Linked DNA regions of Sus scrofa: region 1 is linked to region 2. Evidence: chromatin contacts called from public Hi-C data. All regions are on one chromosome and are shown on one strand. The core of a region is the stretch at or near the end of the contact, and the rest is flanking DNA. Distances in the headings are between cores, read along the strand shown.

Region 1 (3,690 bases), core at 328-2,827, 120 kb before region 2:
GCCGTTAATCCCATTGCACCGGGGGAGTTCCTCATCTGCTTTTATTTATTTATTTTTAGCTTTTTAGGGCTGCACCCATGGCATATGGAAGTTCTCAGGCTAGGGGTTGAATCAGAGCTACAACTGCCGGCCTATACCACAGCCAACAACTCAGGATCTGAGCCGCATATGCAACCTACACCACAGCTCACAGCAACACTGGATCCTTAACCCTCTGAGTGAGGCCAGGGATCCAACCCGCATCCTCATGTATACTAGTCGGGTTCATGGGCTCATCACCACTGAGCCACAACAGAACTCTCTCATCTTTTAGAAGTTGCTTTTTTAATTGTTCTATATATTATTTTCACATATAATTCCTTTTCAGCACCCTTGTTATGGCAAAATGTTGCAATTTAAATGTCCAGCCTGGGGGCATTTAAAACCTGAATACCCACTCATAGGGGATTTGACTAGAACCTAAATACCTGCCACTGGTACATTCCCGGAGACTGATTGGGATGAGCTCAGAGTCTGACCTCGGGGCCTGGGAGAAACAATCTAAATGCCCAACCAGGAGTTCCCGTCGCGGCTCTGTGGTTAACGAATCCACAGAGGTTGCAGGTTTGATCCCTGGCCTTGATTAGTGGGTTAAGGATCTGGCACTGCTGTGAGCTGTGGTGTAGGCCGCAGACGTGGCTCGGATCCTGAGTTGCTGTGGCTCCGGCGTAGGCTGGTGGCTACAGCTCCGATTGGACCCCTAGCCTGGGAACCTCCATATACCGCGGGAGCAGCCCAAAAAATGGCAAAAAGACAAAATAAATAAATAAATTTTAAAAAGCCCAACCAGAGGTCATGTGGTCAAACCTCAATATCCAGCCACAGGGAAAGGCCTGCAAAATCTTAGATCCCTATGTGAGATTTTATTATTTTGGCCGTGCCCGCAGCATGTGGAAGTTCCCAGGCCAGGGACTGAACCCAGCCACAGCAGTGACAATGCTAAACCCTTAGCCACTAGACCACCAGGGAACTCTCCTATATGAGATTGTTTGGATAACCATGGGAAAAGCTACAGTGGCCTAGTCAGATCCTAAAACATAGGCCTGTTTGGCATGGAAATGTCCAGCCAGGTTGAATCTGCCAGAACAACCTAAGTGTCCAACTATAAGGGGGTTTGGTCAGAACCCAAATGACCAGCCATAGGGGGAGCCCTGCAACACCCTCAATCATATGATATTGTTTGGATGCAAACTACTGCAGTGATCTGGTAGGATCCCAATGTGCAAACGTCAGGATCTGGTTGATACTGTAACCGACCAGTCACGACGGGACGGCCGGAACAATCTAAATGTCCACCGCTAAGGGACAGGGTTGGAGCCCAGCTCCGACAGGGCCTCTGCCATGGGGGACCTTGAGTGACCCCGCTCCCTCTCTGGCTTCAGTTTCCCAGTCTCTGAGCTTTGATCCGACTCCGGGACCTCTGGCCGCGTTCCACCCCAGCCTCACCAGGCGGTCGCGGCCCCTATACGACTCCAGCGCCGACGCCAGACCGCTCAGGGCCGCCATGGTGCCTCCGCTGTGACGTCACCGTGACGTCTGCGCGGCGCGCCAGGGGGCGGACTCAGCGCGAGGCCGCGCTCCCGGAACGTTCTGCGCAGACGCGGTTGCGACTCTTTGTTCCGGAACCGGCCCTTTGTCTGTTTCTGGGAGAGACAGGGTTTGCAGTTCTGGGGCTGGCACGTGCGCGCTTCTCCGGGTTTGTGCACCCTGGCGGCCCTCGGAGCTCGTTGTCGTCTGCCCGCCCCCAGGCAACCCGTGTTTTCCACGTTAACCAACCACACACACACATTAAAAAAAGGAAAAAAAATCCAAACAAGAGCATCGACGTGTTTGCTGTGGTCCAGGAAGGGAGTTTTCTTTTTTTAATTTTTCTGCTTCCCCCTTTCCGCATTGTCTGTTTGTCTATAGGGAGCATGGGTTGTTGTTGTCCTTTCACATAAGACATTTTTAGAAAGTTAGGGAAACGCTACAGAATCAGTCTAGAAGAATAGACAAGAGTCAACAGTTCCCTAGCAGAGTGGCACCTGAGAGGAAAACTGGGTGGTTGGTGTTGAGTGAAATATAAACCCACATCCGTGAGAGCTCTCAGTTTCAGTTTTACTTGTGGACTTACTGAGGACGATAGCCCAAGAGACAGCCTCTCAGCTCTGAGGAGCTGCTCAGAAAAGATGGGGGGAGGGAGGTCAGTACATAACATGATTTTGGAGAAGATTATGTGTAATCGAGCACACATCTCAGTAGAAGGTTGCTGCTGGTCACTGGGAACAGATAGCTCAGATAAGGGTTTTAGTGCTTTTCCTAGAGGCCAAAATCCAGGCTTATAAAAAAATTTGTCCTGAAAATACCTAACTGAAAACCTGTCCTGCCACTTCTCCCAGAACACCAAGAGACTTATTCCTGATCTCCACCCCGAACTCCTTTCAGGGTATGTGAAGATCAGCAACTGCAGTAGCCAATGACTCAATCCTTGTAGAGCCAGATGACAAGCCACATTCTTTAGGTGTCACTAGGAAGAGATTAAATGTTCACTCTTTTTTTCTTTCTTTTTAGGGCTGCACCTGTGGCATGTGGAAGTTCCCAGGCTAGAAGTCAAATCTGAGATGCAGCTGCCCGCCTTCGCCACACAATGGCTACGACATTTTCGGTTCCCACCAGCAATGCACAAAAAGTTTCTCCATATTCTTGCCAACACTTGAATTATCCTTGGAGAAGTTCCCAGGTCAGGGATCGAACCTGAGCAGCAGCAGTGACAATGCTGGACCCTTAACCAGCTAGGCCACCAGGGAATTCCAAATTTTAATAACATCCAATGCATTTTCTTTTTTTATGGCCACACCCATGGCATACGGAAGTTCCCAGGCCAGGGGCTGAATCTGAGCCATGGTGACCCAATTGCAGCAACTGCAGCAACTCCAGATCCTTTAACCCACTGTGTGGGGCTGGGGGTCAAACCTGCACCTCCACAGTGACCTGAGCCACTGCAGTCAAATTCTTAACTCACTGCATCGAAGCAGACACTCAACTGATTTCCTTTAAAAAAAAAAAAAATTTCCCTTGTGGCTCAGCAGTAATGAACCCGACCAGTATCCAGGAGGCCGTGGATTTGATCCCCGGCCTCACTCAGTGGGTTAAGGTTCCAGCGTTGCTGTGGTTGTGGCGTAGGCTGGCAGCTACAGCTCCGATTCAACCCCTAGCCTGGGAATTTCCACAGGCTGCAGGTGCAGCCCTAAAAAGACATACATACATACATACATAAGTAAACAAATAAATGCACATTTCCTCTTTTTTTTTTTTTTTTTTTTTTTTTTTTGTTGGTCACGCATGCAGCATGCAGAAGTTCCCAGCCCAGGGATCAAACCCACATCACGGCAATGACAAGGCCAGATCCTTAAGCTCTAGGCCACCAGGAAAATCCCACAAAAACAACTCCTCTTGATTTTGACTCCTATTACTCTTCCAGCCTCATTCACTCCTAACCAACCACATTTCCTTCATCTTGTTCTTTGCAGCTGCAGTGCCCACCTGCCCCAGGACCTTTGCATGTGCTATTCCCTCTGCCTATAAGGCTCCCTCTCCAGAGATCCACGTGGCTCCCTCTCTCACCTCCTCCTCCTGTTTCCTCAAATGTCATCCTCTCATGAGGCCTCCCTG
Region 2 (3,528 bases), core at 480-2,979:
GGGCAGGGAAAGTGTGCTCACCAATCAAAGGTGCCACACATAGCAATCACCTGGGACCTACTAGCCAGCTCTGGTGTGATGGGACAAGTGGGGTGGGGCTGAGACAGGCAGAGCAGCTGCAGCCAACCTCACCTGCAGGGCAGCAGCTTCAGCGCCCGCTCGTACAGCTGATTGAGTCTGGGCTTCGGGGCACCCTGTTTGAACTCAATGTAGCGGAGCCAGCATTTGACGGAGAACTGGTTCCGCATGATCTCCTCCTCATAAGGGAGGTCCTCTTCCTCCTGCCAGGGCCGATGAACGGGGAGAAGACAACCCTACCCTCAGAGCCTGAGGGCAGCACCACTCCACGCCAAGCTCCGGACCCCTACCCAGGTCCCAGTTCCCACCATCAGAGCCTGGTCACCAGATGCCCATATCCCAGGACTCTGATCTATCCTTTCACCCCTCAGAATTCTGCTGCTTACAATCTGAGCCAGACCATCAGACTCCTTGGTCACGGGGTTCTAGGCTAGACATGAGACTACCACCCAGACATCACTCTTCTGGTACCCAGTCTCTGGCCCAGATCAGCAGCCTCCTTAGACACCAAGCCTCTGCCCTAGACAACAAGTTTTTTGGTGTTTTTTTTTTTTTTGTTGTTGTTGTTGTTGTTTTTGACACCATGTCTTACCTCTTCACAATATACCTCTTCTCAGACACCAGACCTTTGGCACCTCAGGCTCCCGCTAGTCAGAGTCTAGCTCAATTCTGCCTCCAGAAGCTGGAAGCTAGACCCTTATCTCAGAGAGAAAGGTTTGGACAGGATGCCTAGCCTTTAACTCAGACACCAGGAATCTCATGGAGATGCCAGGCTTCCACTCCAAACACCAAGTCTTTGAGTCTTCAGGATTCCACTGGCCATCGCCTGAGCAGCTTCACCTCACTAGGTCTTTACTTCCAATTCCAGGGTTCTCTCTCAGATGCCAAGCCTTTATCCCAGAAACTATAACGCTCATGACCTAGACCACTACCCAGGACACCAAGACTTTACCACTGAAACCAGAACCCTAGACTGGTCACTATGCCTTTACTTCAAATATCAGGCCTCCCAAGATTTAGCTCGTCTCCCTTCCTTCCCATTCTCTGCGCGTTCCCATTTCCGCCGCAGGACCAGGACGCCAAGCCCTTAATCTAGACCACCTGCTCTTTACTCAGACCACTTGGTCTCCAGCACCAGCCCTTTGCTCTTGACTAGCCTGGTCCCCGTCTCCGGCCCGTAATGCTCTTCCTACCCTCGGGCCGACAAAGCTCTAGCCTAGTTCCCTCGGGCGGCTAGGCCCCAATGCCCTGAGGCATCTAAGCCTCAGAGTGCCCACGCGAGCCATCCTCGGCCCCGCCGCGAACTCACAAAGACGAGGTCCGGCCGCTCGGTTCTCGAGAGCCGCGCCATCACCACCATTTTCCGGGCGCTCCAGGTACTGGCAGGAGTCGCGCTATAATGACGTCTCAGACTGAAGGCCGCCCTCTCTGGCCAGATCCGTTTTCCTATTGGTTGAACCCTTCCCAATAGCGCGGCCTGAGTTGTTGACTTTCTCTTAGACAGCGCCAGCTACCGGAAACAGGAAGAAGCGTCCGAAGATGACGTCATCCAGAGAGTTCCTCAGGCCAATCGGTTTCAGCACTAGAGACCGCCGACCCCTAATGAGCGGCAGTCTTGCTGGAAGGTTGGTTTTGGGCGGAAGCGGCTTTGAAGCCCAAGAGGAGCGAGATGGGCGTGAAGCTGGAGGTGTTTCGGGTCAGTGAGCAGTGGAGCGGTTGGACCGCTGGGCGCCGGGTCTTTCTGGATGAGGAGACTCTGAAAAGGGGGGCCTCCGAGAGATGGCGCTCTGGGGGCGAAAGCCTTTCAACCTTTACAGTTGAAACCCTGAAGAGGGGGCCCTGGGCTGGGGGCTCTGGGAGGGCTCATGTGAGGAAGGCCCTCTGAGAGGGGGGATATAGGGAGGGGGCTCTAGGAAGAAACGCTCCAGGCTCTGGAGCAGATCTCGGGCTCATGGTGCGTGTGCGGCAGGCACTCTTAGATTTAGGGGTGTAGACTGAAGCGTGAGACCTTTTGGGGTTGGGGGTTCTCCGGGGTCTGACGGGGGGTGGGATAATGAGGTCTCAAAGAGATACCTTTATGCTCTATGAGCTCTTCTGCTCCCGGGGCCTGTGTGTGTGTGCATGTCTTTCTTTGAAAGGGAATCTCCTGGCCTCAAAGGGGGCTTTCAGCAGTAAGGACTCTTGGATTATGGGGCTAGACTTTTTAAGGTGTGTGGCTTCTGTACCCTTGGTGGGAATTTTTGGGGGGTTCTGGGGCTGCAGGGGTATCCCTGGTCTCTGCCAGAGAATGGTCCTCCAGGCCCTGAGCAGCCCCCACACAGTGGGGGCAGAGGTAGTAGTTCCTTGCCCTGCTCATCCGACTCCTGCCCTTCCAGATGACCATCTACCTCACCTTCCCTGTGGCTATGTTCTGGATTGCGAATCAGGCCGAGTGGTTTGAGGACTATGTCATACAGCGCAAGGTGGGCACAGGTTCATTCCAGGGGGTGGGGGAGGGTAGGGGGCACCAATCTGCTGGGCACCAGTGTCTGCCTCCCCTGAGCCGACCCGGCCCTGGTGTGGGGCTCTGGAGGCTCCTGGCTTGTGGCTCCAACTGTGTTGTTGTCCCTACAGAGGGAGCTGTGGCCCCCCGAGAAGGAGGACCAGGTAAGAGACATATTCTTCTTTCCGCCAGAGGACAGAGGGGCCTGGCTCCCCATTGCCATGATGGGACTGAGAGTGGAGGGACATGTGGTTTCCTTACCGCCCTCTCCCTGAAGGTTGAACCTAATCCCACTTAGACCCTGGTTGTAATTGGCACAGGCTTCCAGTATAGAGGCTGGACTCTGAAGCTACAGTCTGGGGGGCCAGGGGAAGGGTGGTGGGAAAGAGGTCCTGGCCTTGAGGTGTTTATACCACTCCTTCCTTCCCATCCCATCCCCTCCCCCAGCGCCAAGAGCTAGAAGAATTCAAGGAGAGGATACGGAAGCAGCGGGAGGAAAGGCTTCTCCGTGCAGCCCAGCAGAGCTCCTGAGGCCTTGCAAGTGCCTGAGTCCCAGCCCCTCCACCCATGAAATAACACACACGTAATTCTTTGTTGCCTGTGGAAGTGTTTTATTGTCTGCTTTCAGGGGCCAAGTGGGGCCCAGGATGCCTCAGGCCCTCAGGGGGCTTGTGTCTGGGGCTGGGGGCTGCTGTTCCGACGGAAGCTGAGAGCAGACGGGTCCTGAGGGGTGAGGAGGGGTTGGGGGCTGAGGGTCCCGGCTCGTTTCTGCCCTCCGTCCTGTGGATGAGGAAGGGTCAGCCAGAGGAAGGGACCCGGGGCAGTGCTGGCCAGAAGTAACACAGACATTGGAGGGAGGGCGGATGTGGCAGCCGACATCCTGCCTCCCCCGACCCCCCACCCGTCCCACCATCCCTGAGCTCCTGCTTTCCTCAGTTACTCAACATTTAGAGTGCTATTTAGGAGCT

What was found. Hi-C and Micro-C count contacts between places; a contact is called where the count stands out from the background.
Region 1: a Hi-C map of mesenteric adipose tissue shows a contact between it and region 2, with 4 times the contacts expected there. The contact joins the promoter of PEX11G here to the promoter of PET100 in region 2. A contact is called at or near these places in 2 of 5 promoter capture datasets (fetal liver and liver), 4 of 47 Hi-C or Micro-C datasets (epiblast stem cells, heart right ventricle, mesenteric adipose tissue and 1 more) and 1 of 2 datasets of contacts at active chromatin or transcription factors (alveolar macrophages).

What each region holds. Positions count from the first base shown.
Region 1 is chr2:71,637,176-71,640,865 of Sscrofa11.1, reverse strand. PEX11G (peroxisomal membrane protein 11C) reads right to left here and starts at 1,577. Exons shown (of 5, transcript XM_021083936.1): 1 at 1,486-1,577. The coding sequence starts at 1,545.
Region 2 is chr2:71,519,021-71,522,548 of Sscrofa11.1, reverse strand. PET100 (PET100 homolog) reads left to right here and starts at 1,729. Exons shown (of 4, transcript NM_001097466.2): 1 at 1,729-1,774; 2 at 2,454-2,540; 3 at 2,692-2,724; 4 at 3,008-3,154. The coding sequence starts at 1,748. The coding sequence ends at 3,091. XAB2 (pre-mRNA-splicing factor SYF1) reads right to left here and starts at 1,515. Exons shown (of 19, transcript XM_003123151.5): 1 at 1,388-1,515; 2 at 133-281. The coding sequence starts at 1,438. It overlaps PCP2 (Purkinje cell protein 2 homolog), which reads right to left. Exons shown (of 5, transcript XM_013987340.2): 5 at 3,155-3,340. The coding sequence ends at 3,221.